4 separate regions of the Mus musculus genome follow, and regions 2, 3 and 4 are each linked to region 1. A link is a contact called in public HiChIP or PLAC-seq data. All regions are on one chromosome and are shown on one strand. The core of a region is the stretch at or near the end of the contact, and the rest is flanking DNA. Distances in the headings are between cores, read along the strand shown. Region 1 overlaps Hipk1 (homeodomain interacting protein kinase 1). Region 2 has its middle 20 kb from the start of Gm25869. Region 3 overlaps Magi3 (membrane associated guanylate kinase, WW and PDZ domain containing 3). Region 4 has its middle 10 kb from the start of Gm34049.

Region 1 (8,000 bases), core at 2,292-4,791:
TATCTAGACTTCTTAAACTGGAAGATCCACGCCCCCCCCCTCAACTCCCAAGCTTACATTTATCAAATTATACCAAAGTGAGTTCTCCCACATTTCCCGTACTGTCTCAGTTTACATTTTGTTCTGTAAAGAACTCAAAAGTTCTTTTATTATTTTATCTCAGTATCATCTGAGAATCGGCAGAGAATCTCGGACTCTTACATTTGAAAATTGTTCCCACAGAACTTACTTTAGAAAGGGTGAGAAGAGGGATAGCTAATTTGCTACAGTCTATAGATGATCAGTTTGTGACAACCCAAAATATAGAATCTACTCCTATGAGGTATATATAGAAAATAATTTGGTAAATTAGGCTAAATTTGCATTTACGGATTGTGAATCTGCTCCTGCGCTCCCCCTGTGGTCTCTCCCTGGCTTACACCGCTACCGCTCTCCTGGCCTCCCGGGGAGCTCTCAGTTTCCCCCAGACCCTCATTTCCTTCCGCTTGCTCCGACTCTGTCAGAAACCAAACAAACAAAAGTCACAATCAATAAGTAACTTAAGTAAAAAGATAAAAAGGCTACCTGCTTCTATATAAAATGCTCTGAGAAGCCTGGATCCTGGTTTATTCCCACATTGACACCAAGCTTCTCTTTCTCTTTTTTCAAAATTAAGGGTTTCAAGTTTGTCTACAGAGCAGTGGGTTTCATCATAGCACCCTCAGTCATGCCATGACACTTGGTCTCATTCATTCCCTTTCCTAGTGTCCTGCTCCTCCGGACTCCCGGCAGGCAGTTCTCTTCCCTCTCCCAGTTAGTCCCTGTGATGGATTGTATATGCTCAGCCCAGGGAGTGGCACTATTTGAAGGTGTGACCCTGTAGGTGTAGGTGTGTCACTGTGGGTGTGGGCTATCAGACCCACTTCCTAGCTGCCTGGAATTCAGTCTTCTCTTAGAGGACAGCAGATAAGATATATAACTCTCAGCTCTGCCTGTGTCATGCCTGCCTGGACACTGCCATGTTTACACCTTGATGATATTCCACAATTAAATGTTGATCTTACAAGGACTGCCTTGGTCATGGTGTCTGCTCACAGCAGTAAGGACTAAGAGTCCCTCCTCTGCTTTCCAATTACAAGTTCTCCATTAGCCCATTTCCACCTTCCTTAAGATCTCTTCCCCCGCTGGGCAGTGGTGGTGCATGCCTTTAATCCCAGCACTTGGGAGGCAGAGGCAGAGGCAGGCAGATTTCTAAGTTTAAGGTCTAGAGTGAATTCCAGGACAGTCAGGGCTACACAGAGAAACCTTGCCTCAAAAAACAAACAAACAAATCTCTTCTTCCCCTACCACAATCCCCCTTCTGATTTTATCTCACACACACACACACATACTCACTCACTCACTCACTCATGCACTGTCACAGAATGCATATTTAAATCCAGGGTCTAAATATAAGAGAAAACTACATATTACGTATAAGGAAAATTACATATAAGAGAAAACATGGTATTTGTTATCTGTGTCTGGCTTATTTCTTGTTTTTACTTTTACTTGGTTTTGGAGGCAGTGTCTTACTCTAACACCTGACTAGCTCCACAGTCCTCATGCTGGGATTACAGGTCTGAGCCACTACAACCACCCTGTCACTGACTTCCTAAGGGAAAGCTAAGTGTGTTGTCAGAAAAGAGTCAAAATAATTTAACCTTCCAAATAGCTTACCAAAAGACATTTCCAACACACATTTCCCAAGTTCTAGGGGAAAAGAAAGAACTGAACAGACTGGATTACGAAACAATATGAAAAATAAGGAAACATGGAAATATGAAAATTAATCTTATTGGAAGATGGAGTTTGAAAACTAAGAATCACAGGCTTCAGCAGATGGCTCCGTGCCTTCCCTACAAGGGCTTCCTTTTGTAGAATTTTTCAGTTCAAAAAACAATAATCTGTATGTATGACTGACATTTTTAGTTTCTATATTCTTAACTATATCCTATAATAAAGTCACACTAAAGTCAACACATAACAATTCTGATTATAACAATTTAAAGATGTATATATTCTATAAACTGACATGTATATGCTTATACAAATATTTTCCTTCAATGGAAACAAACACATTATACAGCAACTCGGTCAAGAAAATCAATGAAAAGGGAAAAAAATCTATATGGCAGCTCCCAATTTCAGTCATCTACATCAGAGTTTAAACTTGTCAAAGATCAGAACTGAACAACTAGATCTTCTAGAGCAGGTAAGTCCAATGTCTAATTCCACAGAGGGAAGAGTTTCTGTACTTACTCTGAAAAGCAGGTGGGCATACTATAAATGTTTGCTGGAATGGATCTGTCTGAGTGCAGATCTGGGTGGTTCCAGGTTGTAAGGAAACACCCTGCTGGGCAACTCCAGGAACTGGCGCTGCCGACGATGGGTACAAAGCCGATTGGTAGTTTAGCAGCGAGACATCTGAATTAGCCAGAGAAAGGGTAGCTGCTGCTGCAGTAGAGCTGGAAGCTAGAACACTGGCCTGAAACAGCAAGATCACACAGAGACGGTATTAGAAGATGGACGTACACAATATGCACATCTTCTTCATTGTTTTGTTTTTCCATACAGGGTTTGTCTGTGCACCCAAGGCTGATCTAGAACTCACTTTGTAGACAACGCTGGCCTTGAACTCACAGAGATCCCCCTGTCTTTTCCTTTCCAAGTGCTGGGACTAAAGGCATGTGCCATTACTCACACACCCTGCCCTCCTAGCTCTCAAATTTTTTTTTTAAAGAAAAACTTTTGAGGCTGACTCTCATGTAGTCCAGGCTGGCACCAAACTCCTTATCTATCCAAGAGTGACATTTGAACTTTTGATCCTCCCGTCTCATCATCTGGATATGGGACTTAAGGTGTACCACCATACTTGCTTTTGCAATGCAGAGGATATAATGTTGGGCCATGCATGCTAGCAAGCACTGTCATCTGAGCTATATCCCTAGTCTTAAAAAATAAAAACTAAAAACAAAAGGTTTGTTTACTTTGTTTTGTTTTTTAAAACAAGGTCTTCCTATGTAGTTCTAGAAGGCCTAGAATTCATTATGTTAGACAGGCTGGCTGAGACCTCAGAGACATGTCTACTTCTCTCTGCCTGAATAAGGTGTACAGCACTACATCCAGCTTTATAGCCTTTTATCTTTTTAAAGCATTTATTTGTTTATTGCACCATGTGCAAATGATGTCAAAGGACGACTTGAGGGAGGGTCAGAGCTCGCTTCTTACCATATGGGTTCTGGGAGTAACAGTCAGGGTGTGAGGCGTGGCAGCAAGCACCCTTCCTCATGATGGGGCCATCTTGTCAGCCCAGAACAAAACTTTAAAATGTAATACTAGTTATCTTTGAAATAACTCTCTAAGTTTTCCAGGGCTAGGGATACACAGCTCAGGAATACGGTAATACAGTGTTTGCCTAGATTCCATCTCCAGAACCAGAAATAAGCAAGCAGAGAGTGGTACTATGAAGGGAAGGTGAGTCAGCACATGAGGAGTGACACATGGTTACGCTGGTGCTGTCTGGGAAGTGATGACACAAAGCTCAGCTATGTCAGCAGCATGCTTCATAGGAGAGTCCACTGAAACTCATAAGCACTTACAGGTTTTTAAAAAGTACACCAAACTAAAAAACTGAGCTTACATTTTTAGAGAGACTTTTCTTATTAGCAAGCAAATATAATGCCACCTTTTTTAAAAGGTTTATTTATTTTATGTATATGAGTACATATAAAATCCTATTGCAAAAGAGTAAATTACTTGATCAAGCTTAGTAATCTAGCAGCAACAAGTAATTCAATATTCAGAGCCCATGTACACTAAGTCTTATAAGGACATGTATTTAAATACTGTCCGAATATGGCTGGCAGGTACATCTATTTGGTCGTTTATTATGTTTGCCAATTCTTTTCTTCATAACAGAGAAGACTGAGCCCGAAACTGGCCTGCATTATTATCACACATGCATGATACCTGTGAGTGTGGGCATGCGTGTTCTACAGTCTGAGGACAACTTTTGGAAATTAAGTTTTCTACCATGACTTTTCATGATCAAACTGAGGCCCCCAGGCTTGCACGGCAAGGACTTTTACCTGATGAGCCATCTTGCCCAGGCCCTCACACAGAAAATGCTAAAGAAGCAACAGAAATAGCAGCATAGGACTGGTCTCTCTTACTGCCTCTGCCCCACCTAGGCTCGAGTTCCCACAGTCCCTCACTGTACCTGATTGTGCACTGTGTTGAGCTGGTTGCTGAAGCTCATGGTTAGATTTGTGCTTGTATTTGGAGCGACATGTGTAGTGAAGGGACTCTTGATCTGACTCACTGTGTCATACATGTGAACCCTCCGCTTGCAGATCTCCATGTTCTGGAAACAGGACTTAACGCTGAAAAAGATTAGAAATACACTAAATGAATGCTGGAGTTAAAACAAAAAATTCAAAACAGACATGGAACAAAGTATTTGTTTCCAAATATTTTCAGAAAGAAGAACCAAGGGTTGTTCTAACAAGAAGAAAAATCGACACCTCTCTCTAAGCCCACAGCTTTTAGAAAGAAAAGCACCAGTGAGTCAATTTACCAGCAACAAAATGACTGCTGACCTGGCAGCGCCCTGGAAATAAGATGGCAACTCCACCGAGGCACAGCGGCACAGCCCGACCCCCATACTCACTGGCTGCTGTGTGGACACAGCGGCACACCCGACCCCATACTCACTGGCTGCTGTGTGGACACAGCGGCACAACCCGACCCCATACTCACTGGCTGCTGTGTGGACACAGTGGCACACCCGACTACCCCATACTCACTGGCTGCTGTGTGGACACAGCGGCACAGCCGACCCCATACTCACTGGCTGCTGTGTGGACACAGCGGCACAACCCGACCCCATACTCACTGGCTGCTGTGTGGACACAGTGGCACACCCGACTACCCCATACTCACTGGCTGCTGTGTGGACACAGCGGCACAGCCGACCCCATACTCACTGGCTGCTGTGTGGACACAGCGGCACACCCGACTACCCCATACTCACTGGCTGCTGTGTGGACACAGCGGCACACCTGACCCCATACTCACTGGCTGCTGTGTGGACACAGCGGCACAGCCGACCCCATACTCACTGGCTGCTGTGTGGACACAGCGGCACAGCCCGACCCCATACTCACTGGCTGCTGTGCGGACACAGCGGCACAGCCCGACCCCCATACTCACTGGCTGCTGTGAGGAAAGTCCAGGAGGTGACTCATCGTCACAAATTGGTGGTTAAGAGTCTTCAGAGGCGTGATTCTCTTATCTGCATCAATCGTCAGCATTTTCTTTAGAAGATCAATATACTCTCTCCGATCTGCTTTCTCTGCTAACATATCTGTCCCCTCTAAGTCTGTAGACATATTTACCTTTGCAAGCAAAGAAAATTAGAAATGTTGTATTTCCTGACTTAAATAGTACATTAAGAGCTTACTGTGTCTGCTTTTTCTCTCCAAACAAGAGAAAGCAGATATTTAATAGAAGCATTTTAGAAAAGAGAAAACTGGGGAAATTAAGTTTAATTACAGAATAATAATTCCACAGAAGGAAACTCTCTGCCTATGTGGTATAATAGAGCTAAATTGACTCTTGGCATTAACATTTTGAAAGTTGTTCAGCAAAAAGATGTTTTTCATTATTGAAATAAACAAGTTTCTATCATTGAAAAAATGAAATGGCATAGTACAAAGCAGTTAAATTTGGAATGCAGTAAGCATTCTTATGTGGACTGTGGGAGTCACACTCAGGATGTGGGGCGTGGTAGCAAGCCCCCTTCCTCATGATGGAGCCATCTTGTCAGCCCAGAACAAAACTTTCAAGTGTAATGCTAGCTCTCTTCATTAGCTAACACAATAGGCAGTAAATGTGAGCTCTTAGACAATTACTTATGAGGTAGAGACAGACAAGAGAGAAACCTTTACAAATATTCCTCCAAAATAAGATCAGTAAGCAAAAGCAAAGGCGAACAGACGCAGGCTGCCTGCTGTTTACAAGGCCGGGGTAAAGGGTTTCAGGTTTTAGAGCCTGGAGATTTTAGAATATTTATAGCCAAGCTTGGGGGCTTTAATCCCAGTACTCAAAGGCAGAGGCAGGTGGATCTCCATGAGTTTGAGGTCAGCCTGGTGAGTTCCAAGACAGCCAGGGCTACACAGAGAAACCCTGTCTTGAAACAAAATAAAGCAAAACAAAACAAAAACAACAATAAAAACTAATTCAGAATATCTGCACAGTCTTCATCAGTTTAACAACCTTAACCCAAAAACCCCAACTCGGAAACCTTCAAAATCTGAACGGTTTTTTAGTACCTCTTGGTGCTTAAAAAGCTACAAATTTGAGTTTCATGATGTTTGGGTTAAAGAAAATTCAAATCAAGCATCTTCAAAGTATCCCGTGGAGATTAGGTCTAACAGTACGCACTGTAATGCTAAATTCTATTCCCAAGAGTCTGGGCCTACAAGCTTTGGTTGTGTAAACCTTGTTCCTTGTTAAATAAAAGTGACTACAGCCAATAACTGGAGTGATTAGAGGTAGGTGGGTTTAGGCTGGAGGAGGAGAGAGGAGGCATGAGGGAGGAGGAGGAAGCCAAGGTGAGGGGAGAGGACCCATGAGCACATGGCCAGGAGAAACAGCAAGTATCTGGGGTACACCGCTGGGGAGGTAGCCAAGCCAGCAGTTAGCAGAGCAGATTAGAGGTGACCCCCAGTAACTGTCAGAGCCAAATAAAACAACCATGGTATGAGCCTCATTTATGTGTCAGCTAGTCAGGGATAAACTTAGATTGTTAGGACCACAGTATCCACTATTAGGATTCAGGTGTTCTTTTGAGACAGGCTAACTCCATGAAAGGTTTCAAATTGGCTGTCTAAGAAAAACCCCAGGCAGGCTTCAGAAAGCTAGTCAGGAACTAGAAAGTGCCCAGCCACCTAACCTGAAGCAAGGACAATGGGTCAGGGATTTCCAGATCCCCTGTAACAGGTTCCAGCCCCCAGGCCTTGGTAATGGAATGTCCTCCAAGATGGAGTAAGATAAAGGCCACCTACCCCAGACTTCCTCAGGAACAATTTCCAACCCCCATGCCAGGTAATGGGATGCCCTTAGAGATGGAGTAAGCTAGAGGTCACCAGGAACCCCTAATGTGCTTTAAATCTAGCCTGAGAGCTCATTTTGGACTGAGGGACCCCTGGTCTTCTGCTCTTCCATACTGTTTGAGTCTGAAGTATCACAACAGACCCTTACACTTTTATTTAACACATGGCAAAGTATTAGCACATATAATTATTAAAAATGTCTCTAAAGAGGCATGTCACACTCACCTGAGCCATGTCATCTAAACAGTTAAAAATGTCTCTAAAGAAGCATGTCACACTCACCTGAGCCATGTCATCTAAACAGTTAAAAATGTACTTCCGAGCTTCTTTTGACTTTATTCCAGTTTCCAATTCATGTTCTTCAGGTGTCTATAAAACATGAATTTTTTTACAACTTTACATTATTTTTACATTTTTAATTTAATCTGAAGCCAGAATACTGAGATTGTATTGTACAGTGTCAACTACAGAAGGCAAAGATAGCACCCTGAAAATTTTGCAGTGGAGAAGTGTGGCCATCCTTTCAGCAATTCTAAAGGGGGGTGGTGCGGTCATGCCGCAGAGCACTGACGGTCAGGTGAATAGGATGTTATTGTCTCTTGACGCTTCTTGGACATGGACACCATATGCCAATACTGTTTACTAGACTCAGAGGCAGAGGATCGTGAGGTAACTTGATTTCTCACACTGAAGAAGTAGGCTCAGAATTAAAAACTCTTATTTCAGGAAACCTCGAAGGCCTGAGTGTGAAGAGTTAGAAGTGAGATCTCCGTGGCAGCTATCACTCCACTTCCCTAGCTCCCACACTTACTGAGCACTGCTCTCCAGTCCCCTCAGCTACTGACCCTGCTTATTCAGCACAGC
Region 2 (8,000 bases), core at 1,874-4,373, 350 kb before region 1:
GCAGGAGGGAGAGACAAGGGGCACCTGGTAGAGTTAGCCTAGGATGGGAGAAAGGAACTTAGAATTCACATCCCCAGTGGCAGAAAAGGGCTGGCCTGGGTCCTGCTTTCAGTTGGAACCTTCTTGCCTTGTCTTGGCGAGATGCATCAACCCTGGGAAAGGCGCTGGGGTGGCTAAGTAGGGATTCTTGGGTGGCTGTTGTGCTCCTAGGTAAGGGGAGCAGGGAGACCAGAGGGAAGAGGAGCACATCTATAAAGTGTTGGGTTCCGAGCCAAGTATGGAGAGCTGGAGTGGGGGAGGGGAGGAGTGTGGGGTGAATGTGGGGTTCAGAGCTGGAGTGGGGGAGGGGAGGAGTGTGGGGTTCAGAGCTGGAGTGGGGGAGGGGAAGAGTGTGGGGTGAGTGTGGGGTTTGAGGAGGCTGTTCCTGATACTCTTGTGCTTCAGTCACCTTGCTTCAGAGGACAGCAGCCTTTCCATCGACTAAAGTGAGTTTCTGTCCTTGTAACCAATATGCTGAAGATAATTAACTTTCATTTCCTCTTTATGAATCAGTAAGACTAACATTGGTTTTTAAAAAAATATATTTCAGGGCTGATGAGATGGTTCAGTAGATAAAAATTCACCAAGCTGGATGACCTGAGTTCCATTCCTGGGATGCACATGATGGAAGCCTGAGTGTGCTGAGGCATAGGGTGTCTGTACACGCTACTACACACACACACACACACACATACACACACACACACACACACACACCCCATATATACACCCCCCCCACACACCACACATACACAACACACACACACACACCCCACACACACATACCCCACACATACACAACACACACACACACACCCCACACACATACACCACCACCCCGACCCCACACATACACTCCCCCCACATATACCACACACACACACACACACACACACACACACACACACACACACACACACAGAGCAATCTGTACATGGAGATCAAGGATTCCATTGCTCTCCTTTCTGAGACCAGGGCCACTGTCACTTAGCTTCACTATCTGCGGTGACAAAGCTGTTTGAGGAGTGGTGGCTGAATAAGATCATGCTGCTCAGTGCTCTGGTACATCTGCAGAGAGACAGCCAAATCTTCAGGACATCTCAGCCCCATAGACGTGAAGGGAAAGAAAGCTGAGAGACTGCAGGTTAGACTCTCCTTCCATCACGTGAGGTTCCTGAGTTCTGGTCTTACCAATTTACATTTGACAGCTTTACTGAGGCAGGTCTTGAGGATTTGACTTTTTATGTTATTAATAAGGTTTCTCTCCTAACTCCCAGGGCAGGAGACTGAACCCAGACCCTTTTGCATACTGGACAAGAAACACTCGACCGTTGAATGGCAGCCCTGATGTCTTTAACGGGGCTTCATAGAAAACAGCATCTTAAAATCTGGCAAGTCTAGTTTGTCAACTATTTTTCTTTTATGATTAGTGCTTTTTGTTTCCTAACAAATCACCATTTACCAAAAATCTAAGATTTTTCTCCTAAGCCAGTCATGGTAGCACTTGCCTTTAATCCCAGCACTTGAGAGCCAGAGGCAGGAGGATCTTTGTGAGTTCAAGGCCATCCTAGACTACATAGTGAATTCCAGGACAGCCAGGACTGTGTAGAGAGAACCTGTCTCAAAAATTCCTCCCTGGAAATTTGCAAATCTAGCTTTGCTCTGCTTTTTCAAAGTTTCCTTGGCATTTTCACATCTTTTATATGCTTTTAAACAAAATCTCAATCATTTGGTTTTACCAATGAAGACCCTGGAGTCCAGATGCTAGGGTAAAAGCCTGCTAGCTCAGAGAGGCAGAGAAAGCACCCAGCTGACCTTCCTCAGCCTACATCCCAACAGGAATGCCCCTCTCTCACGCTGTCTCAAAAAATATTCTTCAAACTGAATGTCCCTCCCCTCTACTTCCTGTGCGTCTCTCTATCTGTCCTCCTGACTCCCTCTTACTCTCTATGTTTTCTTTTCCTATGTTCATTTCCTGTCAGCTGGTTGCTTGCTCTGACCCTTGACCTATGGTTGATTTTATTTAATCCTGTTTACAATATTTAATCAGAAAGCTGTTGGATTATAGGTGTGTGCTAAGGCCCAGCCACACCACAACTAGAAAGAGGCATTTCCAGTAAATACCACAATCTCTGGGTTCAGTGTGATTGAATTTCTGCAAATATGCAAATTCTAGAGTCACCTTTCCAATTTTTGTCAGACAAGCAAAACAAACCCAAAGTAGGCTCTTTTAAGAAATGTGTAGGTGGGCTGGAGAGATGGCCCAGCAGTCAAGAGCACTGGCTACTCTTCTGAAGATAGCTACAGTGTACTTACATATAATAAATAAATAAATCTTTTTTTTATATATATAAAGAAAGAAACGTGTGAGTGAGCTGGTTGTTGTTGGTGCATGCTTTTAGTCCCAGCACTCGGGAGGCAGAGGCAGGCGCATCTCTGTGAGTTGGAGGGCACTGTGGTCTACAGATGGGGCTCCCTGACATCCAGGGCTACACAAAGAAATCCTGTCTCAGGAAAAAGAAAAAAGAAAAAAAAAAAAGAAGAAAAAGAAAAAGAAATGTGTGAGTGCGTCATCACAGGCTGCAGGTCAGTCTGGGATAAGGTCCAGTATGTTAAAAGCTGGCATCTTTACAACGTTGAGTCTATGTGTCGCAGTCATGCTGCCTTGTTTACTTGGACCTCTGTAAGCTTTTCTCAGCTCTGTTGCAGCTTTCGTTATGTAGGTTTCACATGTGTTTTCTTGCAATTATTTCTCAGCACCTCATATTTCCAAAGCTATTGTGGAAAGTCTTACTGGTGTCATGGGTGCAGGAGAGCTGGCCCTGAGGCCTGAGCACAGAGGGGAGGTTCTGCCCTTGTGGCTGCTACTGCAGGCAGGAGAGTTGACCCAGCCTGGGCAAAGCGGAGAGCTGGCCAGATGGTGTGAGAGCTAGCAGGATGAATAGCTAAGATGCTACCTAGCTCCAATCCAGGGCTTTGAGCTGACCCATACCAGCATCTACCCCATCTTTGAGCTGCTGGAGCACAGGAAGGGGCAAGTCTTGCAGAACCAAAGTTGCAGGAACTCCAACATGTGAACACGGTAACAACAGGAGGAGTCCCGGTGACAGTCTTGATGTAGCAGAAGCCAGAGGCCTCAAACCAGCCCAGTGACTCACTGCAATGGACATTTGCAGTAAAGCAGTTTGCTCAAAAGGGTGTGACGCTGTGTGACTCATGTGACACGCTGTGACCTGCCGCAGCTTCCAAGGTGAAATGTTTTTGCTTTTAGTTTTTGTTCTCTTTTGGTGGGGAGGTTACAGAGGCAGATACAGAGAGCGGGAGATGAGTGGGATTGGGGTACATGATGTGAAACTCACAAAAAATCAATAAAAAGTTTTAAAAAATTCCAAACTCCGGTTATTTGTTGGTATTTATAGAATTATGATTGATGCCAGGCACAGTGGTCCATGGTTATAATGCCAGTACTCAGCGAGGCTGAGGAAGCAGGACACCCATTTTGAGGGCAGAGTGTGTAACATAGCAGGATTGTCGCAAAGAAAACAAATACAAGTGTGTCTGTGTGTTGTATTCGTATGTGTGCACACATGTGGGGTTGAGGGTGTGCATGCTGCGTGTTCATGTCTGGAGGCCAGAGTTTGATACCGAGAATCTGCTCCTGTCACTCGGTCTTTGAGACAGTCTGTCACTGAACAAGAGCTTTCCTCTGTGGTTCGTTAGCAAACCTCAGGGGAGCTGCCTGCCTCCCTGCTTCTCCAAGGCTGTGGTTACAGGGGCTTGCCATTGTGCCCAGGTTAACACAGGAGCAGGGACCTGAGCTTGGACAGTGTTCACCTCACCCATCGGGCTGGCTGGCGGCTGTCTCCTGAGGCCCAGTGGTTTGTTACATGTTTCAATACATTGCTAGGCTCACTCATTTGTTAGCTCTGGGAATTTTTTTTTTCTGGATAGATTTTAAACAACAGCAGCAACAGCAACAGCCAAACCAGGTCTCAGTAGGGAACCCAAGCTGACCTCTGGCTCAAGATTCTTTTGCTTCAGCTTCCTGAGATTGTAGACTGATTTCTATTTATAACTCCTTAGAATTTTACGTGAACATGTTTTCTGTGGATGAAGATAATTTGTGTGTGTGTACATGCATCTGTGTGTATATATGTGCGTGTAGCTTTACATATGTGTGCATGTGTATATGCAGCTCTGTGTATGTATGTGTGAGTGTGTGCATGTGTGTCCACACATGTGCCCCAGTGGTCTGTCTTCCTTTCTTTCTTTCTTTCTTTCTTTCTTTCTTTCTTTCTTTCTTTCTTTCTTTCTTTCTTTCTCTCTCTCTCTCTCTCTCTCTCTCTCTGTCTCTGTCTCTGTCTCTCTGTTTCTCTCTTCTTCCCTCCCTCCCTCCCTCCCTCCCTCCCTCCCTCCCTCCCTCCCCCTCCCTCCATGCCTCCCTCCATGCCTCCCTCCCTCCCTCCCTCCCTCCCTCCCTCCCTCCCTTCCTTTTCTTTCTTGGGGCAGAATTCCAGGATTAAACATTCAACAGAAGAGATGAAAATGGCTATTATCTTTTTCTTGATTTTTGAGAGCAACCGTTTAATTTCTTATCATTGAGCTTGATGTTAGCCACGGGCTTTTCATAGATGTTGTTTGTCAGGTTGCCGATTAAGTATCTCCATGCATTTGTGAGCAGAATCGTACCAAATGATTTTTTTCTGTATCTCTCTCTCTCTCTTGTTTGGTTTTTCGAGACAGGGTTTCTTTGTATAGCCCTGGCTGTCCTGGAACTCACTTTGTAGACCAGGCTGACCTTGAACTCAGAAATCTGCCTGTCTCTGCCTCCCGAGTGCTGGGATCAAAGGTGTGCGCCACCATGTCCAGCTTGTATCTCTTGAGACAATCACACAGGGTTTCTCTTTAATTCTCTTAACATGGTGAGCTACAGTTTTATTTTTGAATGTTAAACCAATATTGCATTTCTGGGATGAACTCCATGAATAAGTAAATATTATTGTTGAGTTAAGTTTAACAGTATTTACTAAAAACTTTTACTTTTATATTCATGATGGATATTGGTATGTAGTTTTATTTTGTACCCTTTTCTTTCATATATTATATTTATATTATATGTACATATATGCAAATATATAACTTATAATATAAAGATATATTATATACTATACTATATTATTAGATAATATATTGTAATTATTATCTCTCTGTGTGTGTGTGTGTGTGTGTGTAAGGTTGACCTTAGAAAGCGAGAGGGAGTTTCTTTCTTTTTTCTCTCTTTTTCCCTTAGATCACGCAGAAGTGACTTTTTTCTTCCTTAAGTGTTTGGAGGGAATCGCTAACTGAACTTGAAGTTTTAATATGGGAAGACTTTAGATTATAAACTATATTTCAGCAATTGATACAGATTTCTTGTGGTTTTTACTCTTTCTTGTCTTCCTCTTTTTTTTTTTTTAACTTACTGTGTGTGAGAGCTTTGCCTGTGTATGTGTGCACTGCATGCATGTGTGCCTAGAGGCCAGAAGAGGGCGTCAGATCCCCGGGAGCTGGAGTTACAGCTGGATTCTGAGATGCCAGCGTGGGTGCTGGAGTCAAATCCCTGCCCTCCGGAAGAGCAGCTGGTGCTCTTATCTGCTGAGCCATCTCTCCAGCCCTTCTTGTGCCATTTTGATATTATTTGTCTCTCTGGGTGCTGTGAGGCAGGTGTTGGAGGAACTCTTGGGCTCTCTTGCTGGGGGTGGGGTGATTGACATTTGAGTGCTAGGCGCACTGCAATCTGGCCATGCCTTACCTTCTTGGTAGAGTTCACAGGGTCTAAGTGACTCTTCTGACTCTAGAACTGCACAAAACCCTTTCCATCATCCTCCACAAACCAGATGGTCCCAGGTTCTCAACTGCTGCAGTTCCTCCTTGACATTCCTATTAAACATGATTCTCACAGTTGGGTTAGTCCACACACAGCTTTTTTTTTTTTTTTTTCCTATTTTCTGCTCTTTGGGTTCATAGAAAAGTTGCTGAATTAATTTTTCTGTCTGAATGATCTTCAAAATAAGGTCTCTTGCTGGGTGTGGTGCATATCCTTTAATGCCAGCACTTCAGGAGGCAGAGGCAGAGGCAGAGGCAGAGGCAGAGGCAGAGGCAGAGGCAGAGGCAGAGGCAGAGGCAGAGGCAGAGGCAGAGGCAGAGGCAGAGGCAGAGGCAGAGGCAGAGGCAGAGACAGACACAGGTGGATCTCTGTGAAATCTAGGCTAGCCTGGTCTATGAAGTGAATCCAGGTCAGCCAGGACTGCAGAGTGAGACCCTGTCCACATCAAATAAAATAAAATAAGGTTTTGGAACAGGAAGATGACTCAGGGAGTAAAGGCACTTACTGCCAAGACTGATGGTTCCCTAAACCTTGGTCCCCTAAACCTACATAGCAGAAGGAGAGAATTGATTCCTTTGTGAGTTGTATTCTGACCTCAGCACACACACCAGAATTTACACACACACACACACACACACACACACACACACACACACACACACACACACGCACACGCACACACACACACACACACACGCTCACAATACAGCATGTGAGGATAGATACTTTGACAACTTAGTCTATTGGCACTGAAGGCAGATTGAGACAGCCTAGGAGGATCTTTCTCAACCTGTGGGTCGTGACCCCTTTTGGGGTCGCGTATCAGATATTCTGCATATCAGATGTTTACATTACAGTTCATAACAGTAGCTAAGTTATAGTTATGAAGTAGAAATAAAATAATTTTATGTTTGGGGGTCACCACAACATGAAGAACTGTATTAAAGGGTCTCGGTATTGTGAAGGTTGAAATCCACTCTAAGCAGTATTACGTGGCAGCTAGGTGCTGCATATGTGACAACCACAACCTGGAAGGATCTTCTGGATGTGATGCTGGATACTGTGCACATCAACTAAAGTCAAAGTCTACACACAAAACACAGTTTATAGCTTAAAAGGGTATTTATGTTACCAGAGATATGCATATATTAACTTATATATAGTGCATATAGATAATACATATATAGTTATGCTAAATATAATTTTTCTATAATTTTTAAAAGTGGGTTTGTATTGGGGAAGGAGTGTGAGAGTGGAAATTCAGGATGGTGTAAGTCTGTTTTTTATTCTTTTCATTGTCTCTCTTTTTCTTTTTAGGTAGGGTCGTACGTAGCCCAGGCTTGCCTGACTTGCTAGACCCTGAGTATAGTACATAGCCCAGGCTGGCCTGACTTGCTAGACCCTGAGTATAGTTATCTTGAGCTCCTCCCACCTCACCTTCCAAAGTCTGGGCTGGTAAGTGGGAGCCACCACCAGGTTTTGCAGTGCTGGGGCTGAACCTCTTGGGCGATTCTGGGGCTCTGTGAGTTTACCGCCTTCTTTAATAACAGCCACTCCCACACCTCTGTGTGTTACTGTACGTCACTGAACACATTTTGGGTGTGCTTTAAGACAGGGCTGAATAACAATAATAGAGTTGATCATAAAGAGCAGACTGTGGCCTTGCTTTGACCGTGATACAAATGGGTCACACACAGGCTGACTAACCCAACCTTAACATCCAGGAGCCAGATACAGCAGCAGCCCCAGAGCTCCCCAAGCCATCCCTTGCCTGCCACCCAGTGCAGGCTCTGACATTTTTGCACTGGCTTTGCAGATTGTTGGGTTCTTCAGATAGATAAATTGATGAACAATTCCCACCTACCACATCCTCAAAGCCGAGGTCAGGACTGAATGGCGCACATAGCCTCACTGACTACAGGCCCTTTAGAGTCTGGCATTGTGCACTGTCAGTAAGGCGATATCATGGGAAGCTTTTCAAAGCAGCTTGCGTCGTGGGAAAGACTGCAAGTTTTGTAAGTCTAGCGCTCTGAGAATCTCATTTAGGGGATGATGCTGTGCTAGGTAACTGTGGTCTGACGTGTGTGTGTGCGTG
Region 3 (8,000 bases), core at 2,411-4,910, 350 kb after region 1:
AGGACATGGAAATCAGTACAAGAAGGTAAATAATACCGAATTACTATAAGTACTATAATTAAAATAAATGACTGTAATATAATTTGGGTATATTTTATGACACAGGAGAACATATAGAACAGAGAATATAATGAACATTCAAAGTAATTTCATTCAGTCTCATGGCTTTAAATAACATCATATCCTAAAAGCTTCAAATTCAGATCATATGTTCATCACTGCTATCTTTATTTAACTCCTACTTCACTCATACATTGCAGATGGCATGTCTGGAGATATCAGATAAGCACTTCAAATATCAGACAGACAAAACAAAACTCTTCCACCATCTACTCCAGTTTTCTCTCTCTTAGAACATAGCAGCACCACAGCTGGAAGAACAATCCCAAATCTAAAAGCCATCCTTGATTTCTCTCCACCTCTGTTTTCTAAGCCTATCAACAATTTTTGTCAGCTTTCAAATCATATACCATTGTCATCTATGGCATTCTAATCTAATCTACCACCATCATTTCTCATCTGGAAACACCCTTCTAATCAGCTTCCCTTTACTCATTGTGTCTCCTTTCTTCCTAGCCCTCACATAGTCACCAGAGTGAGATGTAAAACAGATGAGGTCATTTAGTATGTGTAAAAATGCCCCCATCCCCATGACTTTCTATTGCACTTGAAATAAAATCCAAAACAATGCTCAGGATGCAGCAGACCTTACATGTTCCAGCTTTGGCAAGCTCTAATTCTACTTAATTTATTCTTCACAAAAACAAAAACAAAAACAAAAAAACAAACCCACAACTGGTCCCTGGCAGAACAGTAGTCTACTTGTTGATTCCTAATACAGTGTGAATAAGTAAGACAGTCAAATGTTTTCTGTTATTTCTTTGGAAGTAGGAAATAGGAACAGTAAACAGAAGGTTGCAGAAATCTCAAAGCTATAATTTGCAACAAAGACTTAAGTTTAAATGAAAAAGCAGCGTAAACACTGTTTATTAGACAAGACTGTAGATAATTAGAAAAGATCAAGGCTCAGACAAACATTATCCCACTGCATGTCTAGTGGACTACATTGAGTTTTATTTGGAACAACATATTCACATTAAGGTTTCATAACAAAAGCTTACTATTGATCAGTTTATCCTTTTATCTACTATCCCATAAAACTGCATCTCTAATTTTTTTTGTTCTTTTCTACTACATATAAATACACAGAACCTACACAGCAACATAACCAGGAAATCAACTTCTTTTTAAACTTCAGAGATAACATTTAGCTTATTGTAATAAACACAAACCAGAACAATTCCCTTGTCTTAACAAAAATAGACATGGAGGAAGGGGGGAGGAACCACTGTGATGACAACAAACAAGTCTGAAGATATTTACAGTGATAGACATAGAACCACCCCTATCCTACAGTCCAGGCACATAGGGTCCCACTAACTCACCCCAATTCAAAATCATATTGTCTTTTTATTTATACTCCATCATGTGCTCATTGCTGAGCAGCTGAAAAAACTAATATATAATCAATACTGATCAATACTCATTGAACACAAATCAACTTCATAATGAGTGCATGAAGTATTTTTACAATTTGGTAAGGGAGTCTCATGTTCTTTGTAAATATTAGACTCTAGCTTTGGAGGATTGTAACTACATGGCTGAAACTTTCAGATATTTGGATAGGCTTAAAAAAAGATTTATTTATTTTATATATGTGAGTACACTATCACTGATTTCAGACACACCAGAAGAGCGTGTTGGATCCCATCACAGATGGTTGTGAGCCATCATGTGGTTGCTAGGAATTGAACTCAGGACTTCTGGAAGAGCAATCAGTGCTCTTAATTGCTGAGCCATCTCTCCAGCTCTTGGATAGATAGGTTCTTTGAATAAACAAAAATGTGTCCTCTTCTTTTCATTTAAAACAGTAACATGAGTGCCAAAATACAAAACTTGACTCACCAACATATCTTCTGGGAAAGATTTAGTTTTGGTAAAAGGAAATATAGATATAACTAAAAAAGATAATTTGTTGAGTCAATACTTTAGCTTTTCTTAAACTCAAAACTTCTAAGATATGGCATAATTTAGAGATAACTATAAAATGCTTAAAATCTAGGTTAGATTTTAAGTTATATAAGTAATGTCTTTTAGGTTAGAGATAATTAAAAGATAAAGCCACAATAAAGTTCAAAATCATGAATTATCTTGCATGATGGATTTCTTAAGGGAAAATGAAGTTAACCCAATCTTATTCTAAGGGCCTTTGATGTTTTTAAAAACCAGTTAGCACAGAAAAGGCTAAACTTAAAGAGTAATGCCCATAATTATCAGAACTGGAATCACACTAGGTTTTACCATCAACTCCTACTGGTATGGGCAGTCACAAAGAAAAGGATGAGAGACAACTGCAATCCAAAATGCATTTTAAACAAAATGTGCAACTAGACACTGAATGTAGCATTCGTGTTTAGCATCACTAAAACTGAAAATCATATCTGCAAACATTTTTAGAAACTCTAAGTTTTGTTCTTATTTTATTTGTATGAGTGTTTTGTCTGCATGTATGTATTTATGTGCATCACATGTGTCCTGGAGTTGGAAGAGGCAAAAAGAGGGTCTCAGATCTCCTGGAACTAGAGTTATGGATGGTTGTGAGCCACCATGTAGGTGTTGGGAACCAAACCAGGGTACTCTGCAAAGGCAGTAAGTGCTTTTAACTGATGAGACAAATCTCCAGTCCCTCCATCATTGCTTCTTGACAATCAAGACAATATACTGTAAGCACCAGTCAATTAGACATAATGAAAATTTAATAAAACTGAGTTGACATTATTTAAGATTAACAACTGATAATAAAATATTCTAAATAAACCATTCACCATGGACGTCCCTGTCTCCAGAAACTAATAGAACTTTCTAAAGAATAAAGCGATTGTTTCTTCTATGTAATTTCAAAGAATTTAAAAAAATCTTAAATAGGTAGTTTACTAATGATTATCAGAAGGCCAACAAATATATTAATTCCCAAGGACACTGTTGTCCTACAGAGATGGCTCAGCAGTTAAGAGCACTTGTTGCTCTTGCAAATCACCCACATGGTGGCACACAGCTGCCTGCAATTCCAGTTCCTGACCCTAAGCCCTCTTATGACTTCTATAGGTACTGTATGATCCTGGTGTATAATATATAATGCAGGCACATCTATATATGATCTCTGTCTCTGTCTCTCTCTCTCCTCCCCTCTCCTCCTTCTCCTCCCCCTCTCCCTTCCCCTCCTACCCACCTCCCCCCAGGTTAATTCACAGAACCTTGACATCTCAAGGGCATGAAAAAAAAATCTCCCTGAGGCTAATGTAAACGTTATTAAACAAATACAAACAAAAGATTCTTTATAATGTGAACATTCTTACCTAGCCAGCCTATGCTTTAAAATTTTTTGCTCTTTGAATTCTATTCTTTGGTTTTTATATGAACAGTGAAACTGGTTTATAAAGTTTAAAAATATATACATCAGACAAATAGTTTGGCTAGATGAATGTCTGTAATTGGTATTTTAATTGTATAAAAATATCCAGGCGGTCAAGTTTGAATATACAACTCCTTAGTCAGGAATTCACAGCTACAAACCCATAGTTACTGAATATACGCAAACTCTGAATCACCACCAGTTCTCATTGAGAAATCAGTGAATAAAGCAACTGGCTATTATTTGGATTAACCCTGAGTCCTGTTGGCGTGGGTTCAGCATGCAAACAACTGTAAATCAATCTACCCACACTTCATCATCTTTTTGACAAGGACAGTAAGGAGAATTTGTCAACTGCTTGCTAAAGTCAAGATACAACATGTCTTTACTATTCTCTAATCTAGAAGCAATTATAAAACAGGGGGTAGGGGGAGAGTAAAAATGAGGTCAGTTTGGCATGTCTTGTTTCTTAGAAATCCATATTGGCTCTGGGTGATAAGCTATTCTTTTCTAAATACTTGGAATTTGTTTTTAAATAATCTCTTCAACTTTTGTGAGTTTAGATTATAGTAGGGCAATAGACTTGTGTGTTCACAGTCTACGGAGCACTTCTCTCCAGTCTCCCAGTTCTTCTTACATTCTCCTCCATGAAGTGTGTGTTGGGAGCAGGGGGATTAAAATAATTCTGAGGTCACGTCTGAGACTCTTCAACTCCAGAAGCCAATCCATTTAAGTCTTTTTAATAGTTCAAACTGAGCCCCAATCCGCTATGAAGTAAAGGCCTATTTTGAACTCCCAATCCTTTTGCTTCTGAGTGCTAAGATTACAGGTATGTACCACCATGCCTGGTTTATTCAGTGCTGTGGAAGGAATGGAACCCAGACAAGCACTCTACCAATTACACTACTTCCCCATTCCTCCTTAAAGTTTTGAAAATATAAATTTATTTAAAGTAAATTATGCTCTTTTTAAACAGATTTATGTATGTTCACCTTTATATATGGACCTGTGTGAGTCTACATGCACCACATGGGTGCCAGGCGCCCTGACCTTAGATTAAATTCCCTCAAACTCGTTACCTCTAAACTGTGAGCTACCTCTAAACTAAATCTTATTCTTATCCAATCCCACCACATAGCAGATGTTTAGCATAATGTCCAGCTTTCCTGTTTTATATTATTTTTAGCTTATACTGTTGAAAAAGTAACTTGTTCCTTCAAAGTTTTCTTAAATTATTACTTTGTTTAGTTTTTTTTTTTAAATTTTTTATTTGATACACAATCTCTCTACACAGACTTCGCTGTCCTGAAACTCGCTATGTACATGAGGCCGGCCTTGAACTCCTTGAACTCACAGAGATTCACCTGCTTCTGCCTCCCAAGTGCTAGGATCAAAAGCACGTGCCATTATGCCTCTGGCTTCCTTCAAGATTATAACAGAAGTAAAATAAGAATGATACAAGGTGGCTCAGTGGAAAAGAACTTGCCAGTAGGATCCAGGCTCTGAGTTTAATAATCCCCGACTTCAAAAGTTGTTGGGTTTTTCTGCAAGGGAGGGGGGGAGATGGCCTATCTACTCACTCATGTTGTTCTTGAAACATCTCTGTTCCTTTTGAGATTTGGTCTTGAGGAAAATGCTTATACTGTTATGCTCACAGCTACATGTATATTATATATTGGAAACAGAATCTTATTAAATAATCCAGACTCTCTAAACTCCTGACTTTCCCAGATTGGCCTCCCTAATACTAAGATTACAGGCGTGCATCATCAAAAGCAGACCGACCATGCATTTCTTCCTCCTCCTCTTCTTCCTCTCCCTCCTCCTCCTCCTCTTCTTCTCCTTTTTTTCTTTTTCTTTTTCTTTTTTTTTTTTTGGTTTTTCGAGACAGGGTTTCTCTGTGTAGCCCTGGCTGTCCTGGAACTCATTCTGTAGACCAGGCTGGCCTTGAACTCAGAAATCCGCCTGCCTCTGCCTCCTGAGTACTGGGATTAAAGGTGTGTGCCACCACTGCCATGCATTTCTTCTGAAAGTGTATTAAGACTGTGATAATTATTAGTTCTTTTCCACCAATTGATCACATGCATTGTATACATCTATAAAAACTTTTTACAAATTTTCTTTTAGAAATGTTTAACCTTGAAATTGTATGTACAGATGCTAGAAACATTTAAAATATAGCCTTGCTTCCCTTACAAACACACACCACAAGGCTGGCCTCTTACATGTGTCCTAGGGATCAAACGCAGGAATTTATGGTTGATTACCAACTGGCCTATCTCCTCAGCCTCAGCTCGCTCTTCTGTAATAAATCTGTAGTCAGAACAGCCAAGAGTAAAGCTAGAGAAGTTTTAGTACTTTGATTTAAGTAGCATCTGAAAAACCCCAAACTCTAACCAAGTGAAAATATTTATTTCTAAAAATCATAACACTGTTAGTTACATGTACAGTCCCATATTTATGCAGCAATGAAATTCCTTCATTTTAGATAATACATAGATAAGACCCATCATTATACTATACACCTTTGTTGTTTTACCTGCTTCAACAAAGCCAGGTACGCTATGTATATTCCAAACAATAATTTAGACAAAAAGAGGTGGTGCCCAGACAAAATGCTCCTGTACTTTAGGCGCTCTCTGACGTTTGAGATAAACATATCAGGCCTGCTAGCCCTCTTCATTCCCTCCTCACATCCATAGCCAATTGTTTTTCCTCAGAAGTCTGTTCTGTACCTACTCTACCTAGCACTGTACGATGCTGTGTGCACAAGATTATTGTCTGAGCAGAACACCTGGTCCATCTACTCTTTGAAACCAAAACCCAGGTGAATCACTGGAGTCCACACTGAGAGGGACTGGTTTCCATCCTTCCCTATGTGCAAGTCACAGGAAAATGAAGTTCAGTTTTGCCTTCCTCACTGGATCCTAACTCAGGAACTGTGATGGTTGATCTTATTGCCAACTTGATCAGCCTTAGAATCACCCACAGAAAAATGCTTCTAGACATTTCTGTGTAAGAGAAGACCCAGCCTGAATGTTGGCAGCAGCATCCATGGACTGGGGGTCCTAGACTGACGAAAGCAAGCTGAGCACCAGGGTTTCTTTCCCTTCTTCCATCTTTCTGCTCCTGTGTGAGAATCCAACATAACCAGTGCGTCACAATATTACTGCCAAGTCTTTCCTGCCACACTGCACTTAACTCTATGACTCAAAATAAAGCTTCCTTTCAATCTGGGAGCTGCATGGGTCTGACCTAGGTCCTCTGCATATGTGTATGTCATGGTTGTCAGCTTGGTGATTTGTGGGACTCCTAACAGTGGGAGTAGGGGTGTCTCAGACTCTTCTGCCTGCTCTTAGTACCCTTTCCACCAACAGGGCTGCCTCGTCCAGCCTTGATTTGAGGATATGTGCCTAGTCTTATAACTTGTTTGGCTGATATCCTGGAAGAGGGTGAGAGTTTCTCTTTTCTAAATGGAAATGGAGGAGTGGATCTGGGAAAGAAGTGGAGGAGGAGCAAGGAAGTTGGAGGAGTGGACGGAGGGCAAACTGTGGATGGTATATAATACATGAGGAAGAATCATATTTTTTAAAAAAGAGAAATAAACCTTTTTTCTTTAAGTTGCATTTGTCAGATAGTTTGTAACTTCAAAGTACTTACCATGGAGTTGAATAAACAGTCATATTAAACAGACACAAAAGAAATTAAAAGAATATGGCTGTTATAATGATAATTTTAACTGAATTCATCTCCAAAAAAAATACTCTTTCAGTATAATTCTCAAAGACAAACCATTTCTAAGCAGTATCACTTGAAATTTTGATATGCTGATGTAGTCAAATGTTCTTTATATATTTTAAATGAAAAAATTAGGTTATAAAATAGAATATTCAGTGTGAATTCAAACTGAAATGTATCTGAGGGTATGCAATGAAAACTACAAGGGGAGGCGGGGTGGAGGGTGCCATTAGTTAATGCCAGCAGCACTAAGGAGGAACAGAGAGTGTCAGAACAGCCTGATCTACACAGCAAGTTAGCCAAGAATACACAGGAAGACCCTGGGGGCGGGGTGAGGGAACATTAGAACAAATGCATGCTTAGTAATACTTCAATGTATTACAGAGTAGTTGTTACTCAGAAATCTCAAAAAAGAAAAAGCTCCGTTCTTCCTCTTCCTCACATTGAAACAGGTTGGTCCTGGGACCTTACTATAGACGCCATGCTACTTCAAACTCACAGCAATCCTCCTGGCTCAACCTCCAGAGCTCTGGGATTACAAGTTATGAGCCACCACACTGTTTAAAAAACTTTTTTTCATAGCTTTTGTATTTTCTCTCTTCTGAAAAGAGATTTGTGTGTATGAGTGTTTTGCATGCATATATATGTGCACTGTGTGTGTCTGGGGACCCGGAGATGAGATCAGAAGAGGATATCAGATCTCCTGGAACTGAAAGTACTGACCCCATGCAAGTCACTCTGGCCTTGAGGTGCTGGGAACCAAACCAGAGTTCTCTGCAAGAGTAGTAAG
Region 4 (8,000 bases), core at 2,673-5,172, 270 kb before region 1:
GTGCGACACTTGATGTGGGTATTGTGAACTAAGCCTGGTTCTCTGTGAGGGAAGTTTGTGCTTTTAAGTGCTGAGTCATCTCTCCAGGCCCTTTAATGCTTGATTTTAAAGCATTCAAAGGCTAGGCCTTAGGGGCCAATGAGCCAAAGAAAAGCCATTGCCCTTAGGTTCATGAGGTGTAGCACCTAATGCATCCAGGTGGGTGCAGGGCTGTCAGATGGTAGCTAGCCCACTTGGAGAAGGTGCCAAGTTTTCCTGTATGCTTGAGATGACTCAGGAGAAAGCCTTGAAGCCACATGACCTGGGAGGGCTCATTGATGTTGGACTTCATGGTTCCTGTAGCTTACCATGTGATCAGGGGGACTAGAGATGGCAGTCAGGCAGCATCTAAGGATGGAACCCACAAAGCTGGCATTTTATCTGACTTCAAGTATGGAATCCTGGAGAAGCTCTTAGCTGTATCAATTGTCATTGTAAATAGAGCATTTTGAGAAATGTATTAGAATTACTTATGCTACATTTCATTTTTATTATTTGTGTTATAATTTGGATAAGAAATGTTCCCTGCAGGCTCATGTACTGAGCACTCTGTGTCCCGCTGGTGGCACTAATTTAGGGCATCCTGGAAAAGTTGGCAGGTGCAGTCTAGCTATAGCATATAAGTTGCAGGGGACAGGTCCTCCAGGGTATGGTATCCCTCCAGGGTCCACCATGAGATGTGCAGAGCCTCTGTGGCACATGCCTGCACCAGGAATCCAGCCATTCCACTGTTTCTTCTCTACGCAGTGCACTGAAGCACCATGGAGCTGTGAACCCAGACGAGCCTTTCCCTCCTTAGAGTGTCTCTGCAGGTATTGTGGTCCTAGCAAGGCAAAAATTATTAATGACAATGTTTTTATTGATGTTAATTTTTTGAAAGAAGAGCTTGCTGTGTAGTACAGGCTGGCCTTGAGTTTGCTGTGTAGTGCAGGCTGGCCTTGAGTTTGCTGTGTAGTGCAGGCTGGACTTGAGTTTGCTATCTTCCTGCCTGAGCCTCCTGAGGACCGGGCCTACAGGTTTGCATCATCATGGATGCACACATGGATTCTTTTTTTTTTTTTTCTTTCTAAGACAGGGTTTCTCTGTGTAGCCCTGGCTGTCCTGGAACTCACTCTGTAGACCAGGCTGGCCTCAAACTTATAGAGATCCACCTGCCTCTGCCTCCCGAGTGCTGGGATTAAAGGTGTGCAACACCACCTCCAGGCTTTCTTATATCCTGACTTTTAATTTTATAAGCTTATCTTAAGCTGTTTACCATGTAATTTACCCTGATTTTCAGGGCTACACATATTGGACTGTACTCACTTCTTTAATTCATTCTTTGGTGGTTGACATTTTTTAGGTTGCTTCTGATTGTTTGCTAATATGAGCATGATATTGTGGTACGTTACTATTAACTTTGGATACATCATTTTAAAGAAATCATGGCGTCAAAACATATGAACGCTTTCCCTAGCTTGTTGCCTAAGCTGCCCTGAAGAAAGCTTGTGCCATTTGCATCCCTGCCAGCTGGGGATGACAGTGTCCTTCTCACTGAAGCGTTGCCTAGTTGTCATAGCTGTACGGACTCTGTGCAAATCCTTTCGATGAGTATTATTGCAATGCTTAGACAGGAGAGAATGGGGCCAGAGAGATTGCTCAGCAGTTAAGAGCACTTGCTGCTCTTACAGACCACCCAAGTCCCCAGCACCCATTCGGTGGTTCACAACACCCTTTTCTGTCCTCTGCAGGCTCCTGTACACATGTACACACACACACACACACACACACACACACACACATATGTAAAGAAACATAAAAAAATCACTAGACAGAAGAGGACAAGGGGTGAGATGTGAAATGTGTTTGCGTAATACTGTTGTCTGAGCAAGAGGTGTGCAGGAGGAGAGGGTGTCGTCTGGAAGCAGAGGTAGGAAGAGGGCAGAGCAAGAACACAGGAAGCAGCTTTTCTTTCAGTCTTTGTACCACAGGTTATACTTTTGACCAAAGCCAGGGTTCTTGAGCCCTAAAGCTCTGGATAAACGCAGGAAATGGATTTGCTTTCTGGGCTGGAGAAAAGCGCCTCCTTACCAGAAAGTTCTATGACATGAAATCCATCTGTCTACCTGATCCTGAATCGAAGTGGAAATGGTTTTCGCAGACTCCAGGATGTGTTTGATTATTGTGCATCTGACTCTGGTGGAAGGGGAAATGTGGTTCCCAGGGAACAGAGAGGAGCTCAGACACAGAGACACTCCCAGCTCTTCCATGCCTCGCTGGGCTAGGTTGGGTTCTGAAAGGCAAAGCCAGCGCACCATGGCCCAGTTCGATGCCCCCTGTGCAGCATCTTCTCACAGTTCTAGTTCATGAAGTAGGAAAACGGTTCGTCCAATCACGGGGAGCCTCGGTGCTAGGGGCCACGCCAACCAAAGCTGGGATTGGGAGGCAGGGGAGAGGGTCACTTCCAGGATGTGGAGACCAGAAAAGGAAGTGTGGTCAGACCTATTGCAGATTGTGTAGTGAGGAATTTTGTCTTGTCTTCTCATGGCCACTCTTTTTCGTTATCATCTCTGCTTAGTCATCTTTCATAAAAAATAGTCTGTATGTCTCAATTCAAACTCTTGGTTGGCCCAGGGTGTTTTATGGATGGCTCCAGGAAGATCCAGTCACCCTCGCTCCCTCAGTCACAGTCACGGGACAGATGGGACACTGGGCTGTCGGGCTGCCAGCTATGGGTGGAGCTTCTGTGGTCCCATAGAGTATGTTTCACTTTGAAAAGTGGATTTCAGCCCCCCTTTTAGAGATAGCTCAGTATGCATGAGACCCATCAAGGGAGAGAGGAAAAGGAAGAGAGAGAGGTGGAAGATCACATATGATCCAGAGGTTGTGTGTGTGTGTGTGTGTGTGTGTATGCATGCACGCATGTGCAAAAGGCATTCTGGGTTGTGTTCTGAGGTCCTGGAGTCACATCTTCACTGGTTCGACTGCAGCTGATCTGGAGACCAGACACTTTTCCCCAGCCTCGTCTTCTTGGATGCCAAAGGTAGATTCTGTTGGCCTTCCAGAGAGGAGCTGGGTATGAAATGTAATTTAGACAAAAGTGAATTTTAAGCTGTAAATCATGACCTGTACTGTCCTCTGTGAGAACACAGTGATAGAATCCAGCATCTGACCAGGCCACAGCATCTTCAGTAACCTCCTTTCATACATGACCAATGCCATACATTGCATACATGACACTATCCGTGAGCCCCTAGTTAACAATTTTCTGGTACCAGGATATGTTACCTGGGGAGTGAGTTTGCATCAAAGCCATACATTCAGTTCCTCATCCGCCTTTCCCTTCCTGGGAGTCTGAGAGGCAGGCTCTTGGCTCTTAATATGAAACCAACCCCATCCTCAGAAAGCTGTAAGAAATGAAACCCGCTTCTGCCAAGTGAGCCCTGAACCCTTGCTTCAGAGACAGAGACCCCAACACGCTGTCAGCCTCTGATGCCCATAGCATTCAGAACCTCTTTAATAAACGCTATACTCCCCAGCAGTCTGCCCCAGTTTCCTCTTAAACCCTGCTCCCCTGGTCTGAATCCTAATATCCCTCTTTCTTACCCCTTCTCTGGGAGGATTTGGTCTAGATTAAAGCCTTCTCAAACTTCTTATTCATATGGGGTATTACTATTATTTTAATTGACAGATCTCTCTATGTAACATGCTGCATAGCCCAGGCTGGGCCCTAACTCCTGGTCTCCTGCTTTACCCAAGGGCTGGGGCTATAGCATGTACCACCACACTAATTTCTCTCTTGCTTTTGTGCTTTGAAACACTAACGAACTTCCAAGTGCTGTCTTTGTGTGCCGTCATTGTTTATTATACCCAAAGTCAAACTCAGGCTTGTGCCAGGAAGATGACTCAGTCAGCAAAAAGCTCTTGTGTGGAAGTATGATGACCTGAGTTCGGTCTCGGGATTCCATTGTGGAAGAAGAGAACCAACTCCCAAAAATTGTTCCCTGACCTCTGAATAGGTTCTGTGGCATAATGTATATACAGTCCTCCCTCCCCCATAATGTATATACACACATCACCACAACCATCAGCAATAATTATAATAATAAATAAAATTTAAAATAATTATATTTAGTAATTCATTGTCTTAGTCAGGGTTTCCATTGCTGTGAACAGACACCCTGACCAAGGCAACTCTTATAAAGGACAACATTTAAGGGGCTGTCTTACAGGTTCAGAGGTTCAGTTCATTACCACCAAGGCAGGATCATGGCAGCATCCAGGTAGTCATGGTGCTGGAAATGCTGAGAGTTCTACATCTTGTTCTGAAGTCAAACAGGATAAGACTGGATCTCACGTGCTTAGGAGGAGGGTCTCAAAGGCCACCCCTACAGTGACACATTTCCTCCAACCAGGCCACACCTACTCCAACAAGGCGACACTTCCTAATAATGCCACTCCCTGGGCCAAGCATATTCAAACTAACACACTCATTAAAAAAAATGACAAACCCAATAAATGTCAGCACATTTGCATCTAATACTTTTAAGTGCATTTGTATTTAATACATTAAAAAATAACTTGTGCTGGGCAGTGGTGGCACACACCTTTAATCCCAGCACTTGGGAGGCAGAGACAGGCGGATTTCTGAGTTCGAGGCCAGCCTGGTCTACAGAGTGAGTTCCAGGGCAGCCAGGGCTACACAGAGAAACCCTGTTTCGAAAAACCAAAAACTAACCATTTAAACAAACAAAAACCAAAAACTTGTACTTCCTAAAAACAAAACTATCAAGGGAGAGAAGAGTAGCAGTGTTTTAAGCTTTCGCAGTTCTCTTTAATGTCTGAATCATTGTATCCCGTCTACTGTGACGTGTTGTTTCAGTTGAAGAGTATAAAGGAAATTTATACCCGCATAGGCAGCTAGGAAGAAGAGATATATCTTACTGTCTTTTCATAAAATTATAGGTGTTATTTGAAATCACATGTGTATAGGAAGTAGTTACTAAAAATTAATTACATGGGGTTGGAGAGATGGCTCAGAGGTTAAGACTGCTCTTCCAGAGGTCCTGAGTTCAATTCCCTGCAACCACATGGTGGCTCGCAATCATCTCTAATGAGGTCTGGTGCCCTCTTCTGGTGCGCAGGCATACATGCAGACATACTGTGTGCTTTGGTATGCTGATAAGTATCAGAGTTAGCCATTTGTCCCAGGTGTCTTTTGGACTTGATGACCACGTTGGTTAGTTTCACCATTCAGAAGAGTATTAAAGTACTGAAAAGCAGTTCAGTACTTATGGTTGTGGTTGGAAAGTTTTCCAAAATTTAAAAATTTTTCTTGAAACTTCAATGCTATCGTTAGCAACAAATGCTGTTCGTGGGTTTCTCTGATGTGACAGGCTCATTTTGCTCATTTGAAAATAAACTGCCACATATTCGAGTCTGAATAACCACATTTTGTCTACCAGTGATTCTCTTAAGGTAAAAATGGTGTTCCATTAAGAAGGGAAACAAGGGGGTGGGGACCCCCTTGCAGCTCGGATCCCTCCTCCTTCCAGAGCTTTTCATCAAGGTAAGCGCCACAGCAGCCCCTCAGGAGGCTTGGCAGTGGGCACAGGAGCTGCCACAACGCAGACTCAAGGTTGAGGGGATAAACAGTCTTTACTGCTGCATCCAGAACCTCCCTAAGTGCATCTTCATTGTGTGGTGATGTACCCAGCGCAGCCCAGGCCTGAGGCACAGGAAGGGCTTGGTGTCACTCCCCTTGGCCATCACACAAATGTCAGCTCAGCCCAAGAGATAAATACTATTTTCAGGTTATTATGAGAAATTGTTTTACCTTAAAAACCTTCTGAGAGCCTTGGGTTCTTAGGGCTCCATGACCCACTCTTTAAAAGCTACTGTTCAGGGGCGTCTGAGTCTAAAGCATTGTTGCTGTTATTATTTCTAGCTGGAGGAAGTCTGATGTGCCTAGTTTTATGGAACTTTCCCTCCCTTGTTTGAACTGGGTGACGGACTCTGCACAATGTTAATCCCGCAGATGGAAGGAGAGAGCCCATCGGCCCAAGTCATCATAGCCAAAGTAGTTAAAGCAAGCCTTTTAAAAATTTGTGTACACGCAAACTTTATATGCCCCAGTACAGGGGAACGCCAGGGCCATAAAAGGGGAGTGGGTGGGTAGGGGAGAGGGGGTGGGTGGCTATGGGGGACTTTTGGTATAGCATTGTAAATGTAAATGAGCGAAATACCTAATAAAAAATGGAAAAAAAAATTTGTGTACATAGGCTGTCTCTCCCTAAAGGCAGGGTTCAAGAGCTCAGCCTAGGACATGGGGAGGATAAGGGCTTTTATATATATAGTTTAGTGTTAATCCCACCTGGAAAGCATATGACCACTACCACAGTTGTGAGTAGTATCTGAAGCAAGCTTTAATAAAATACTGGTCAGGATAATAGACTCTGCCCAGGCCCATTCTGGGGCTCCCAGAAAATAGCCACAAGCTACACTGGCCAGGTGCTTATAAAGCAAACCCATAGGCTATGTAACTTCTTACCTTTGCCCAGTTGGTGGTAAGCACACATTCTGATGTATTTCCTACCTACATATCTCTCACCTACATGCGATCAAGCACATTTGGTGGAGTTGGGTCAACCAAACTTGTTTAGGAAAGTGGAAACATAGGTTTATTAGCTTCTATAGACAACAGCCCCTTAAATCTCAGAAAATACCTGTCTTTGGGCAAAGGGCTTACAGGTTAGAGGCATTTGTGTTCTAGGGATCTCGTACGCACAGAAATTAAAACTTAAAACATAACTTTGATTCTCACATCAGGAGAAGGGAGTTTCCAAATAGGAAGGAGGGTTGGCAGACAAATAGGTGGGGTTACAGAAGCAGAACTCGAGCAGAACAAGTTGGTGAAAGCAACTTCCTGAAACAATGACATGGTTACAAGGTAGCTATAAGAAGGTGGTCATAATAACCTTTGAAACAAAGGAGTGGTTACAAGTTCCTGGAACAGGCAGTACAGAATCATTTGTTGTTAAGGTTACCTGTGGTCATAGCCCAATCCTTGAGAAACAGATTTAATCATAAACAGGAGTGGATCTAGTTTCTCTTATGTATATATGGTTTCAAGTCTAAGATAGAGGAAGGTTGGGTTATCAACAGAAAGTAGGTGAGGGCTGTGGTCCCTCTTGGTGGCTGTCATGGACACACAGCTCTTCATCTAGGCACTCCAGATCTCCCCCCAGGCAGGTGGCTTTGCTGACAACGCTGGCATTCTAGAGCTCCAGTGACTCAGGTCTTTAGCTCTCTGGATCCTGAAACTATTCTTCCCAGTTTTGTTTCCCATCATCTGGATCCTTATCAGCTCCTGAAAGAGTCTTCCAAATGCTTCTCCCCTGCAGTGCTTTGAGTCTGCTTGATAGACTAGAAACAGAAGTCTATGCTCACAGACTCCACTACAGATGTGTTTAATCTTCTAAAATTTGACTTTGTTGCTTGCCCTACTTCATATTGGGCTTATTTGGCATACAATTCCAAGTTACAGTCCACTATTGCTGGAAAGTCAAGGTGGAAACTTAAAGCATCATATCTATAGCCAAGAGAGACAAAGAATAAACATGTATATCCTAGTTTGCTTAATGCTTATGTTCAAATAGGTTCCTTTACTCTTACACAGTTCAGTGCACAGCCTAGGGAATTGTACCACCCATAGTGGGCTGGGCCAAGTAAAAGTGAAGACAATGACCCACAGAAGGCCCCATGGGCCAACCTGATCTAGATAATCAATCCCTCAATTAAGATGTTCTTCCTAGGTGACTCTAAACTGTGTTAACTTGACATTTAAAACTAACTAGCACATTGCCAGATATTTAAAAATCCACATGTTTATGAACCTACACTTGGTTTATTGAGACTCAGTCCTACCATAAACCAAGACAGTAACACCTATCTTCTCTTAAAGCATTAGAGAATCTGGCCTT

The links. HiChIP or PLAC-seq counts read pairs in DNA pulled down with a chosen protein or histone mark.
Region 2: a contact with region 1 is called in a FOXA1 HiChIP or PLAC-seq map of pancreatic cancer cells. The contact joins two enhancer-like sites. A contact is called at or near these places in 6 of 39 promoter capture datasets (the HPC-7 cell line, cranial neural crest, frontonasal cranial neural crest and 3 more), 2 of 15 datasets of contacts at CTCF or cohesin (both in the NIH/3T3 cell line), 1 of 484 Hi-C or Micro-C datasets (bone marrow-derived macrophages), 7 of 115 datasets of contacts at active chromatin or transcription factors (T-cell acute lymphoblastic leukemia, astrocytes, effector CD8 T cells and 4 more) and 2 of 9 other capture datasets (adipose tissue and pancreatic islet).
Region 3: a contact with region 1 is called in a FOXA1 HiChIP or PLAC-seq map of pancreatic cancer cells. The contact joins two enhancer-like sites. A contact is called at or near these places in 4 of 39 promoter capture datasets (the C10 cell line, the HPC-7 cell line and embryonic stem cells), 1 of 484 Hi-C or Micro-C datasets (the HPC-7 cell line) and 1 of 115 datasets of contacts at active chromatin or transcription factors (pancreatic cancer cells).
Region 4: a CTCF HiChIP or PLAC-seq map of the NIH/3T3 cell line shows a contact between it and region 1, with 6 read pairs. The contact joins two enhancer-like sites. A contact is called at or near these places in 1 of 15 datasets of contacts at CTCF or cohesin (the NIH/3T3 cell line), 5 of 115 datasets of contacts at active chromatin or transcription factors (double positive thymocytes, embryonic stem cells and stem cell-derived neural progenitor cells) and 1 of 9 other capture datasets (embryonic stem cells).

What each region holds. Positions count from the first base shown.
Region 1 is chr3:103,756,255-103,764,254 of GRCm38.p6, forward strand. It overlaps Hipk1 (homeodomain interacting protein kinase 1), which reads right to left. Exons shown (of 16, transcript NM_010432.2): 5 at 7,419-7,505; 6 at 5,233-5,417; 7 at 4,241-4,403; 8 at 2,281-2,506. Among named protein-coding and RNA genes, the nearest start is that of Gm15886, 12 kb to the right of the region's middle. Within about 2 kb of position 3,542, at least 54 of the 459 cell types and tissues checked have an H3K27ac peak or open chromatin away from gene starts, as enhancers often do. A contact at or near this core is called in the NIH/3T3 cell line, embryonic fibroblasts and pancreatic cancer cells, where this site is marked.
Region 2 is chr3:103,403,383-103,411,382 of GRCm38.p6, forward strand. No RefSeq gene overlaps it. Among named protein-coding and RNA genes, the nearest start is that of Gm25869, 20 kb to the right of the region's middle. Within about 2 kb of position 3,124, at least 87 of the 459 cell types and tissues checked have an H3K27ac peak or open chromatin away from gene starts, as enhancers often do. A contact at or near this core is called in the NIH/3T3 cell line, embryonic fibroblasts and pancreatic cancer cells, where this site is marked.
Region 3 is chr3:104,105,946-104,113,945 of GRCm38.p6, forward strand. All of the region lies in intron 1 of Magi3 (membrane associated guanylate kinase, WW and PDZ domain containing 3), which reads right to left. Among named protein-coding and RNA genes, the nearest start is that of Magi3, 110 kb to the right of the region's middle. Within about 2 kb of position 3,661, at least 10 of the 459 cell types and tissues checked have an H3K27ac peak or open chromatin away from gene starts, as enhancers often do. A contact at or near this core is called in pancreatic cancer cells, where this site is marked.
Region 4 is chr3:103,487,264-103,495,263 of GRCm38.p6, forward strand. No RefSeq gene overlaps it. Among named protein-coding and RNA genes, the nearest start is that of Gm34049, 10 kb to the right of the region's middle. Within about 2 kb of position 3,923, at least 10 of the 459 cell types and tissues checked have an H3K27ac peak or open chromatin away from gene starts, as enhancers often do. A contact at or near this core is called in the NIH/3T3 cell line, where this site is marked.